Linked DNA regions of Cricetulus griseus: region 1 is linked to region 2. Evidence: chromatin contacts called from public Micro-C data. All regions are on one chromosome and are shown on one strand. The core of a region is the stretch at or near the end of the contact, and the rest is flanking DNA. Distances in the headings are between cores, read along the strand shown. Region 1 overlaps Pigu (phosphatidylinositol glycan anchor biosynthesis class U). Region 2 holds the start of Tp53inp2 (tumor protein p53-inducible nuclear protein 2).

Region 1 (6,230 bases), core at 3,696-6,195, 85 kb before region 2:
AAGAGGAGTTGTTTGAGGACAGCTTTGGTTACAAACCCTATGTCAAAACAAAACAAAAAACAAAATCACCACCACAAAAATTCATCAGTCTTTAGGTTCTGTAAGTCTTAGCTACCTCATCTCTAAAATGGGGCTAAAATGCCTGTTATGTGAATCACATGAGACTTTGTGCAAAAGTCAGATTTGTTGACAAATACCTGGTCTTACAGCACCGGAGGGAGAATGGCTACATAAGTAAGAAACTTATAACCGTCTCAAAACACAAATCACCAACAGCAAAAGGGTATGAAAAAAAAACAAAACTGGACATTGTATTTATTACTATGTGAGTTTTCTATTGCTATAGCCAATTTCCATAACAGCATTTTAAAAAATATAATTTACCACTACCCATTTCTTAGGTCAGAAGTCCAAAATGGGTCTTCTGGGCCACACTCAAGGTCTGGGCAGAACTGTGTTCCTTCTGGATTCTCTTGGGGAGAATCTACATGCTTGCCTTTTCCAGCTTGTTGGGGCCTGGAGTCTTTAGCTCATAATCCCCTTACAGCTTCTGGCACTGGGAGACCCAATCCATCTTAGAGGTTACCATTCTTGCCTCTTCCATGCCTTGGTTATCCGCTGTTCTGTTTAGAAGACTTTGTTAGATTTGTTAGAGCAGTTTTAAGTTCACAGATAGCTGAGTTGGAGATACAGTTTTCATACTCTCCGGCCTCCACCTTTCTTCTTTGAGATATCCTTATACTTATACTGCACCTGCAATCATTACTGTAGAGTCCCTTTTGCTATAAAAGGGAACAAATTCACTGGTTCTGAAATTAGTGATATGGACATTGTTGGGAGTGATGAGGAAGGGAATTATTCTGCTGACCACAGGTACTCAGTTTGTTTTCTTTTGATAGTCATCTCTGACAGTAGAAGATGTCACTGTTAATTCTCTTTCTACTTTATTGTATTTTAATGTACATATTTTAAATTAAGTAATTTAAACAACATAAGATATAATCATCTGCACTGGGCCTGGTCCCCAGCAGGAACTCAGTGAAGTGTTGTTCCTACTACTTCTCTGATGCAGACTCACAGGAAACCAGTTTTCTTTCCTTTTCTTTTTTTAGGATAAGGTCTTACATTGTAGCCCTGAATAGCCTGTCTCTGACTGGGATTGAACCAGAGATCAGCCTGCCTCTGCCTTTCAAGTGCTGGGATTAATGGTGTGTACCATCATGCCCAGAAAATTGGAGATTTACAAAATGAGGCACTCACGGTCACTCTCAGTTCTACCATCACTGGACTGATACACTGGAAGGGGACTGGATAACAGATAATTCTCTGTTCTAGCTGCAAATAACAGGGGAGTCCCACTAGAGTCTAGGGTACAGCCTACACAGAGGTTTTGTAAGTTTCCTGGGTAACTGAATATGGACTCTGACAGTCTGCCATAGAATCACCACTAATGTGTGGACTAATAGAACAAAGTAGTTTGAGGTTATTTTTACATAATTTTTTAAGGTTTATTTATTTATTATGTATATAGTGTTCTGCCTGCATGTATTCCTGCATACCAGAAGAGGGTGCCAGATCTCATTACAGATGGTTGTGAGCCACCATGTGGTTGCTGGGAATTGAACTCAGGACCTTTCGAAGAGCAAACAGTGCTCTTAACCTCTGAGCCATCTCTTAGCCCCACTGAGGTTATTATTGGTTTTTTTTTTTTTAATTTTTCGAGACAGGATTTCTTTGTGTAGCCCTAGCTGTTCTGGAACTATCTCTTGTAGACCAGGCTGGCCTTGAAATCACAGAGATCCACCTGACTCTGCCTCTGTAGTGCTGGGACTAAAGGTGTCTGCCGCGGTCGCCGCCGCCACCGCCACTACCACCTGGCTCACTGAGGTTATTTTTAAAGCTGTGTTGGCAACATATAGTTCACTAATTTTGTTTGGCTGATTTTGTTTTTTGAAGCAGGGACTCATAAAGTTCAGGCTAGCCTTACTTGATATGTAGCCTAGGATAGCATGGCCTTAAAACTCCTAATCCTCCTGCCTCCACCTTCCAAATATCATGCCCAGCTACAGTTCATTCTTTGTAAAGAAGGATAAGAATCCTTCTTTTGTTATTATCATTTAAAAAGCCACTTTAGCCGGGTGTGGCAATGCACCCTTTTAGCCCCAGCACTCAGGAAGCAGAGGCAGGCAGAACTCTGAGAGTTTGAGGCCAGCCTGGTCTACACAGTGAGTTCCAGGACAGCCAGAGCTACACAGAAGAACCCAGTCTCAAAACAACACAAGTCATTTAAAATGGGGACAATATTGGTAGCTGTTTCATCCACCACCAAAATAAAAAGCTTTAAAAAAATTTCTTTCTTTTTTTAAAAAATTTTATTTATTTATTATGTATACAACATTCTGCTTCCATGTGTATCTGCACACTAGAAGAGGGCACCAGCTCTCATAACGGATGGTTGTGAGCCACCATGTGGTTGCTGAGAATTGAACTCAGGACCTCTGGAAAAGCAGTCAGTGCTCTTAACCTCTGAGCCATCTCTCCAGCCCAAAAAACATTTTTCAAATGTTAGTGGTGTAGGAAATCCCTTAATTTGGACACTAGCCTGGAGGCCTGAAAGGAATCAGAAAAGGTTGCCTTTTCTGATCTGATATTTCCATTGTCCTGGACGGTCAACACTGAAGGGCCAAAGTCCTGGTTCAGCTCTCCTGAGACCTGCCAGGGAGCCTGGGCCTCTTGCTCTCTCTCAGGGTAGGGAGCCCAGGAAAAGCTATGTTTACACTGTTATCACATTGTTATCATCAAGCAGCATTCCAAACTGAAGAAAGGAGAACAGAGCTGCTTACTCCCCCACTGTATTTCAGTTCTCAGTGGTTCTTTCTCATCCTCTATAAATATCTTGGCTGAAAAGAACATGTATTATTACTAGAATAAAACTTTGCAGGGCCTGGTAGCCCAAGTGGCTCCTGGTTCTGTGACTCAGGCAGAGACAGAGGCTCTAAAGGGTGAAAGGAAAGAGACTGAGTACAAAATGAAAGAGGCTACGAATGTAGCCTCTGGGCTGCAAAGAGACTTCAATGTGCTTGGAAAACCTTCACTAGCATCCAGCTGGATTCAGGCCAGTGGTGACCTTTGCAGGGACAGGGAGCTGCTACTCACTCTTGCTGGCTGGAAGGCTGGGAGATTAAAGCTCTATGCCAGAGCAGATGGGACTGGGGAGGACCTGAGGCACAGACAGGACAGCTTGTTCCAGGCACCAAGAGGTGTCAGAGATGACCAAGGCCTACACCTTTCATCAGACCTGCTAGGTCAGATGGAGTCAAGTTCCCCAGACATTCACTGGATGGCTTATCCAATCTGTGGCACCACACTGAAAAACAGAAACTTCTGACTAGGCCCTTTTCCCTTGAGCCTCAGGCGTTCAGAAAAAAAATATCACTTAAAATCTCTGGTCTCATCAGGAGGGTCACAGAGGGAACTAAGGGGCTTCAAAGGTTAAAGAGATGTTTCTTTTCTTAAATTAAATGCTAGATACATGAGAACTTACAGTATATAATGCTTATAATTTATTTGTATTTTAATCAACATTCTTTTACCTTTACACAATAGTTAATTTAAAAAACAAAAAGAAATACAGCATATGTTCAACTCCAGTCTCGTGGTAGCTGGCTTTGCATTTGGGGCATTGCAGCTGGCACCAGCTCGGCCAGCAGGCTGTTCTCTAACACCACAAGTATGCATCTGCCTGACTCATCCTGACCCAAGGCTACAGAAGCCAGTGACTGACATTTATTCATTTATTTGGTGCTGTTGTTTGTTGTTTTTATCAAAACAAGGTTTCTCTGTGTAGCCCTGGCTATCCTGGAACTTGATCTGCAGACTAGGCTGGCCTTGAACTCAGAGATCTACCTGACCCTGCCTCCCAAGTTCTGGTGTGATTGAGCATTATACCCAAGGAAGGGCCTATTCTTTTCTTCCCCACTGATCAATATAAGAAAACAGATGAGGTGGGAGCAGGGAGATCAATACTGGCAGCAGGTGTTTCAAAATGGGACATCCTATAACATTAACTATATTCAACTAGGAGGAAAGACTTCTCAAAATCTGAGTAGACAGAAATCAGAGGTCCCAAGGCCTAGGACTAAAGACATTTACAAGTGATTATAATAACTCATAGATGACAAGTCCCAAACATGAGAAGTCCCTATACAGTGCAAAGTATGGCAGCCACTACTCTCCGAAGAGCTTTAGACAAGCCATGCCCTTGCCCAGTCAGTCAATAGCAGCCTCTACTTATAGAGTCTCTACTAATAGAGTCTATTAGATCACCCAGGGTTCTGGAAACCCCCTCTTCCTTCTCTGTCTCATCATCCCTGTAGGCATAAAACAATTTATTTTAAGTTTTAAAAAAACATATATTTATTTCAATGTCTCTGGATGCTAAGTCTGAAGCTTTAATGGTGGAAATATGCAGGTGATGACCCTGGTTAATTATTGATGACAAGTGCAGTACTATTCATATATTTCCTTTCTCAAAATTAAAAAGATATTCATGAAAGATACTTTATTTTGAAAGAGAAGTCTCCCTATGTGGCTCTGGCTAAACTCAAACTTGCTATCCTCATGCCTCAGCCTTTTAAGTGTTGGGGTTAAGGACCCACACCAGGATACTCTCTTCATCTGGTGGATGGAAAAGGAAAAGCCAGAGGCTCAGAAAGGCTAAAGCAGCCGCCCAGAAAGTCGGGAGGCAGGCTGAAGCTCTAGTCAGTCTATAAACAGAATCAGCAATGTGAGATTACTGCATATTGCCCCTGAGAAGGGACAACACTCTGTGTAGGACAGACGGCTAAGGAAAACAACCTGCCTCAGAGAGAGCAAGACCAGTGCCTGAAGCTTTTCCTTCCCACAGACCAAGGCATGTCCACATATTCTGATTGCCTCATGATTCATCACTGGGTGATTCTTGTCTGTGAAACGAGGATGTCACAAGCAGAAGATGATGCTACCTCCCTCAGTCAGCTCAGATTTGTCACCATTCCACCAGGCCCAAGCGTCACACCTGGCCTGGGCTTGTCCTACCCACTTAGCTGTTTACCTTTACTCTGGGGCCTACACTTACAGATAGGTTTCCTACTTGCAGCTGGTCAGTTTCACTTCCTGGTTGACACCCAGACAACCCCAAAACTAACTTCCTCTGAAGCTTGTACTTGGAGTTCATTTCTGACACAGCTCCCTTCCCACTGGAAGACAGAGAATCAGGAGGATAACTGGGCTCTGCTTCCTTCAAAGGGAGCCTTCAAAAGCCCTTCTACAGGCATTCGCTAATAGTTTTGTGTCAGAATCCATGGTGGGTGCTGGAAACACTGAGGCAAAAGATATCGCCAGAAGGGAGCCTTTAGACACAGAACAGAACTACCAAGAGGGATGGGGGGAATATGAGCCCAAATTTGGGAAACATTGGGGGCTTAAGTAACACAGAACATTTCTGAGCCATATTATAAGAGATAGGTAGAATTGAGGGGTCTTTATAGGAAGTCTGGTTTTCAAAACCCAAGGTTACAGTTGCCACTTGTCCAATAGGAAACTTGGCCATTGTCCAATAGGAAGCCTGGCCATATGTAGCATCCTACATTTGAATTTAAATAAAAACATCAGTTTCTGCTGGCACCATGACTCACTCTATATTCTCAGTATTTAGGAAGCTAAGACAGGATGACTGCTTCTAAATTGAGGGCAGCCTGGGTTACATAGTGAGCTTCAGGTTAGCCAGGGCTACAGCCTAGGCTGTGTGACAAACAAATGACAACAAACAACAAAATCTGTGCATAACAGTACACCTCTGTAATCCCAGATTTGAGAGGTACAGGCAGGAGGAACGGGAGTTCAAGGCCATCTTCAGTTACATAGTAAACACAAGGCCAATTTGGGCTTTATGAGACCCTATTTCAAAAAGCTGGGAGTAGGAGAGAAAAACAAGAAAAAATTTAGTCTCTATATTAGTAGCCACTGGGTATGGTCCTCATTAGAGAAATCAGGCTGGACAGCACTGGGCAAGGCTCTAAGAGCCAGGCTTCAATCCCAGTGTTTCACAGCAGTCACAGGGCCTTCAACAAGTAGCTCTCCCTTTCTGTGCCTGTTTTCTCATCTGTACCTCAAGGGATGATGCAAAGAGCAAATGAGCTAATGACTGACAATGGTCTGTAAATGGTAGTTAATGAGCTAATGACTGACAA
Region 2 (6,428 bases), core at 2,000-4,499:
GGAACTAGCTCTTGTAGACCAGGCTGGCCGTGAACTCAGAGATCTGACTGTCTCTGCCTCCCGAGTGCTGGGATTAAAGGTGTGTGCCACCACTGCCCAGATAATTTTTTTATAAATATTTTAAGATTTTTATGTGTGTGGATGTTTTACCTACATGCATGACTGTACCACATTTACAATGCCAAGAAAGCTAGAAGAGGGTGTTTCATCCTCTGGAGCTGCAGTTAACAGACGCTAGTGAGCTGCCATGTAGGTTCTGGAAATCAAACTCATGTCCTCTGGAAGAGCATCTAGTGCTCTCAACCACTGAGTTGTCTCTCCAGCCCAACTTGCTTGTCATTTAATTAATAGAAAACTAGAGAAATGGTTCAGTGGTGAAGAGAGTTTGCAGATCTTTTAAAAGTATTTTAAATGAGGTGTATAAAGTGTTTTTTTTAAGTTATTTTTTATTTTGTGTGTATGGGTGTTTTGCTTGCATGCCCAGCTGTATACCACATGCATGCCTGGTGCCCAGGGAGGTCAGAAAGGTCATCAGACCCCCTGGAACTGGAGTTAAGATAGTTGTGAGCTGCCATGTGGGTTCTGGAGTCAAATCTGGGTCCCCAGTCAGTGCTTTTTAACTGCTGAGCCAGATCTCCAGCCATATTAAAAAAAAAAAAAAAAAAAAACTTCCTATTTAATGTACATGGGTGCTTTGTCTGCATGCCTGTCTGCAAATCAGAAGAGTGTGTTAACCCAATTACAGACAGTTGTGAGCCAATATGTGGGTGTTGGGAATTGAACTCAGGACCCCTGGAAGAGCAGCCAGTGCTCTTAATCTCTGAGCCATCTCTCCAGCCCATCCAGCCAGATGTTTTTTTATTTTTAATTGGGCTTCTCTGAGTATGGTGACACATGTCTTTAATTCTAATACTTGAGGGGCAGAGGCAGGTGGATAGGTGGATATCTGTGAGACCAGGCCAGACTGATCTACGTAGCCAGTTCCAGGCCAGCCAGAGTCTCAAAAAACTGATACACACACAGACACAGACACAGACACAGACACAGACACAGACACAGACACAGACACAGACACAGACACAGACACAGACACACACACACACAGAGAGAGAGAGAGAGAGAGAGAGAGAGAGAGAGAGAGAGAGAATGTGCACACTGACTCACACTGTTGCCCAGGCTGTTCCTAGGCACTGAGTAGGTAGAACCACAGGTGCAAGCCACACACTCAGCTACTTACTATTTACTGAACAAACAAATGAGACTGTCCATCAAAGTAGTCTCGGACACGGACACATGAGTAGGGCAAGAGTGGATTCCCCTGAGAAGCCATGGAAGAATTTTGAAGACAGGAAGTAATTTTAGAAAGGCATGAAGGAGGCAATCAAGGAAGAGGAGAGCATTTAACATGGAGGCGATGGAGTTTTACTAGCACAGGGTACACAGAGAAGAAGGAAGACGGAGCTGGAGAGAACCTGGGTTATGAAGAGCTATGAATGCTGTTGGATTGTTGAGCTTTGTGAGAATATGAGGTTTTAGAACAAACAAGTGGTGTGACAGGAGGGACATGTTAGGGATTAGTTTGTCAGCAAGGAGGTCAACAGAGGGTGTGGGATTAGTGGGAAGTGGCTGTGCTAGGCAGAGGCTCAGGTTTGCACAAATGAGGGCACGTTGGAAACTCTAGTGTAAGGAACACAGTGCCTATTGCCTCCCCTCAAGCCTCTGGGTATTATTTTCTGGCTCTGTCCTCTGCCTGGCAGTATTCAGTCCTATCTTAGAGCTTTTTGGCCTGGCTGAGGCAGGGTTCTTGAAATCACCAGAGCATGGAGCTCTGAACTCGCTCCTGCTGGCCAAATGGGCAACTCTCAGAGCCTCATCTACTAGATCTGTTCTACTTAGAGATTCAGAAGCTCTAGCCTGGAAATCCCCAGGACCGGTGTTTGCAATTTCTCCCCAAGTGTCTCACAGGCCATTGCAAGAACTGGGGCCTGGAGCATGAACATGGTGGAATTTTGGGGATGAAGAGTCTGGAAAACTCTCACTCTATTGGCCCTAAATTTGAATATATATGTCAGCAGGAAAGATCGACTAAGGCCCAGAGTGGTAAGGACTTACTTGGCACCACACAGTCGGGACACAGGACTGGAAGCCAGATCTCACTGGAGACACTTCAGAATCCTGGAGTTCAGACCCTCTGGTAAAGGTTAAATCCTGTGATTTAGACTTCTGCTTCTGCCATTGACTATAGCTTAATTACCTTGGCGAGTTACTTACATTCTCCTGGTATGTTTCTTCAACTGTAAGAGGAGGATACTATTTACCTTTTGGGGTTATTGTGAAGATTAAATAGCAGCCGAGTGCTCGGCATATGGTAAGTGTTCAATGTCAGCTGGCGATCTGGCAGAAGCAGTAGTAACCCCCCTCTCGCCCCCGTTTCCTCTCTCTGAGACTTAGGCTGCCTTACCTCTTGAACCTCTCGTCTACCTACCAAGTGCTGGGATTACAAGTGTGTGCCTGTATTCTGTTTTTCCATATGCAAATCAGGGCCAACAATCCCTGTCTTGTCACTCCTCTGTCCTGTTCCGGTAGCAACGTGTACTAAATAAGGTGTGTAAACCTCCTAGGGCTGAGCTGTTTCCAGGTCAATGTTTGTTCAGCTTAGAGCAATTTCTTTCCAAGGCCTACTCTGACCAAATTTCCCGTCAGCCCCACCAACTCCCCCACACTCGCAGGTGCTCCTTTGTAACTGCAGAAGGGGAAAGGTCCGCTCCAGCCCAGGGAAAAAAGGAGAGCTGGGAAAATGGAAAACGTGTAGGGAAGAGATGGGACAGAGGAGGGATAGCAGGTAAGAAGGGCAGTGAGGAAGAGCGGCGAAGGATAAGGAGGGGGGTGAAAGGGACTTACAGATGGAGTGTGGTGGGGGTGAGGGGGTCCTCCTGAGCTAAGATGCAGGCTAAGGGATGTGCGGAGCACTGGGGCAAGTGAAAGAGCAAGGTTATGTGCAGGAAGAGCAGCGAGGTCGAATCCTTGCGGAAGAACGGGGCGGAGGGGGGGTCGCCATCAGTGCGAGGTCTGTGGATGACTGGGGGCAGGGAATTTGGGCCGTCACCTCCACTCGGTCGGAGGTTCGGAGCGCAGATCCCGGGCTGCAGCCACCCGCAGGCGAACCGCGGAGGGGCGGGGAAAAGAACATTCGACGCCTGCGATTGGCCGCCGCTCCGACGGTCGCTGACGCGGGCGGGCGGGCCCCTTTGTGACGTCACAATCAGCTGTTGGAGCGTTCGGATTTGTGCCGTGAGCTCCGGCGCAGCCAGCGGCCGCAGCAGCTCCGGGCGTCCGATTGCGAGCCCCGCTGTCTCCCGGCCAGTCCCCGGTATGCGGCCCCGGCTGTGAGCACCGGCGCCCCGGGGACGCCCGGCCGCACAACTACCTCAGCGCACCGGCTGCCGCAGCCGCCCCAGGTGAGTCCCGACCGCGGGGCTGGGGGCTCCGGGCGCCCCAGGACACGCCCTGCGCCCCCCTCTCCGGTTCTTTGTCTGTCTCCGCCGGCGGCCGCTGGAGCTGCGTTCTCGGCTCTCTATTGGTTGCCCCAAGCCGGTAGGCCATGACGTCGCTTATTTGCATATGACATTGAGACGTCACCAAGGCCAGCCCCGCCTTCCAGGCTTGCTTGGGTGCTTGTCCTCTGGTGACCCGGTGGGCGCTGTGTCGAGCCCGGCCCAGGGTTGAGAGACATTGAAAGGCAAGCAATACCCGAGGGGACTCGGCGGTTTCCCGGGCTCATCTAGAGACTGGGGTCGGGCCTCTCATCTGCTTTTTCCTTGCAACCTGAGGAAGGGTCAGAAGGCACAGCTCAATCTAAGTTGAGAGGGAGGTCGGTGGATCAAAGAGACTTCAGAGTCCGGGTCCACGAGACAGCACCAGATGGCAGCTGATGCCCTGTCTTCAGGCTCCGCCCCCCCCAACATAATAACATCGTGCTAATCCCTGACATGTGTGCAAAGCCTTGGTTGATGTCATTTTCAGCCTACAGATATTGAGGGTCTTAAACCCCATTTCATGGAAGGGAAAACTGAGACCCAGAGAGACATAGCTTACTGGAGAACTCAGCCAATTAGAGTCACACTCTATGAGTGACAGGTTCCTTAGCTGGGGGCAAATGCTTAGTACAAGCTCAGTTCAATTAACCAGCTATATATCCATCTACTGGGGACCCTATCTTGGGCTCAGCACCAAGCCAATTTGATAGAATGTTTCAGTCTCCCCGATTCTGGACATTTTTCCAGGAGGTCCGTAAAGATTGAGTCGGTTTCAAGGCGACCTTCTCTGCCTTCTCTCTATCTTAGAACCCAATAAATTGCTGTCTCCCAGCTGTTTTGACCACAGAACGGTGAGTCACTAGTTGCCTGCCTCCGGTGTCTCCCGGGCAGATGTTGTTGAGAATGAGTTGGGAGTTCCCTTTATTGGCCTCTCATCACCTTGTCAGATCCCAAGCTGTCAGCTAGGAGGAACCAGACCTTCCCTAGCACTAGTGCTGTCTGGAGAGTCTTCTTCCAGAGGATCAGAATGTTCCTTTCTTTCCAAGTGAGTAGATATGGAGGCTGGATCTGGATCCTCTTCCCAGGCTGGGGTTTGTTCAGGAATGGCCTGGGCTAGGGGTGGCTTAGGGCTCAAGTGCTATTCTGGGCACAGCTGCTGTAGTATTAAGGGAAGGTTCTTCCTGGAGTGGAGCCAGGAAACTGAGAACCAGGAAGCCAGCAGGCTAGGGAAGAAAACCCAGGAGGCTCTCCTTGTGGTCAAAGGGAGGAGTGGGCAGTCATAGCTGGCTGGTTGTTGTCATCTCTCCTGGCTGTCACTGACTCCTGCATGATCTCCACCAGGTACCTTCTCTGCTGAGCCTCTTACCTCACTCAACATGTCATCAGTTGAGGTTCCTTGCAGGGTCTGATACAGCAGGAACTCTGGGAAATACATGTTAGAACTTGGTGATGGCTGGATCAAGGCACTAGTCCAATCTCCCTGTCTTCGGTGCACTTTTACTTTCTTGAATATTATCTTTGAGGCTTTTCTGATTATATATGCTCTGCATTTCCCCACCACTACTAAGCTGTAGCTTTTTTGATAGATTAACGTTATCACTTTGAGGTCTCCATCCTAGAACAGGGGGCTTCTTTTTTGTCTTGGTCCAGGGAAGGACTGTCTGAAGGCTTGGGTCTTGGTCCAACCCTTGTGTTTATCCTTAAGGGATGCTTAGATCTGACTGCTTCCTTCTTCCATCATCTGTCACTGACATGTTGTTTTACTAGGGTAAGGCAACACAATATTCTTTGTCTTGGCCAGAGATGCTGTCCTTGAACAAGAGTCTGGGGGAAGGGGTTAGAGTAAGGAGGACCTGTGAGCATAGGATCTTACACCTCATCTGGAATACACATCTGAGGGTCGTCCAATCCCATGGTGAGATTGTAGCAAGAACCATGCGGTTTCTATTAGCACTTTTCAAGCCACACAACGTCCTATGAGTATTATTGATCTCTGGGGTCAAAGATTGCTGCTCAGAAAACCTTGCTGAAATCCAAGATCTTTTTTTTTTTTAACCCCTAGAAAAACACACCTAGACACAGCCCTAGTTACAAAGCTAAAAATGTCTAGTCTAGACAGATAACCCAGAAAAGACAGGAGTGGACTATAGTGATTATGGAGCCACTGGTTATCTGGATTCAAATGCTACCTGTGTCTTACTAGCTGTGAGACTTTGGGCTAGTTGCTTTACCTCTCTGAGCCTTGTTTTATTTCTCTCTTTACCAGAAAAAAAAGTAGATGTTCTCTCTCCCTTTCTCTTCCTTTTGACAGGATCTCATACAGCCACGGACTGTTATTTTTTTAGGTAGGGTCCCATGTAGCTCAGACTGGCTTTAAACACACTATGTAGCTAAAGCAGGACTTGAACTCCTGATCCTCTTGCCTCCACCTTACTAGGATGATAGATGTGGCTTCTCATGTCTGACTTTAAACTTTTTGATCCTCTTGTCTCTGTCTCCCAAGTACTAAGATTACAGGCTTGTACCTTCATACCTTGCTCTGATTCTGTGTTATTGTGAGGACTACATAGGTAAAACAGATGGAGTTGCTTAGGATGGTACCTGACACATGAATATTAATTTTATGATGATGATGATAGTAAGAGCAGTTTCTTCCCTCAATGGAAATTTCCTATTTACTTTTCAAAGCTGTTTCATTCTCCAGAGACAAAGCCTAGTCATATATATCACTTCTTCCGTATCCCCAAAGCAACCTGTAGTAACAGCAAATATATTAGCTTATTGGACACTTACTGTGTGCTCAGGCACTGTTCTAAACACATTATAAGTGTTTAGCTCATTTAATTCTGATTAGGATATTGTTTGACAAATAAGAATACAAAGACCAACAGT

Evidence for each region. Hi-C and Micro-C count contacts between places; a contact is called where the count stands out from the background.
Region 1: a contact with region 2 is called in a Micro-C map of the CHO-K1 cell line, with 2.7 times the contacts expected there. The contact joins the enhancer-like site here to the promoter of Tp53inp2 in region 2. A contact is called at or near these places in 4 of 8 Hi-C or Micro-C datasets (the CHL-YN cell line, the CHO-K1 cell line and fibroblasts).

What each region holds. Positions count from the first base shown.
Region 1 is chr6:24,341,891-24,348,120 of CriGri-PICRH-1.0, reverse strand. The region is part of intron 10 of Pigu (phosphatidylinositol glycan anchor biosynthesis class U); the gene reads right to left. Among named protein-coding and RNA genes, the nearest start is that of Map1lc3a, 23 kb to the left of the region's middle. Within about 2 kb of position 4,945, at least 3 of the 6 cell types and tissues checked have open chromatin away from gene starts, as enhancers often do. A contact at or near this core is called in the CHO-K1 cell line and fibroblasts, where this site is marked.
Region 2 is chr6:24,255,481-24,261,908 of CriGri-PICRH-1.0, reverse strand. It overlaps Tp53inp2 (tumor protein p53-inducible nuclear protein 2), which reads left to right and starts at 3,249. Exons shown (of 4, transcript XM_027421401.2): 1 at 3,249-3,458.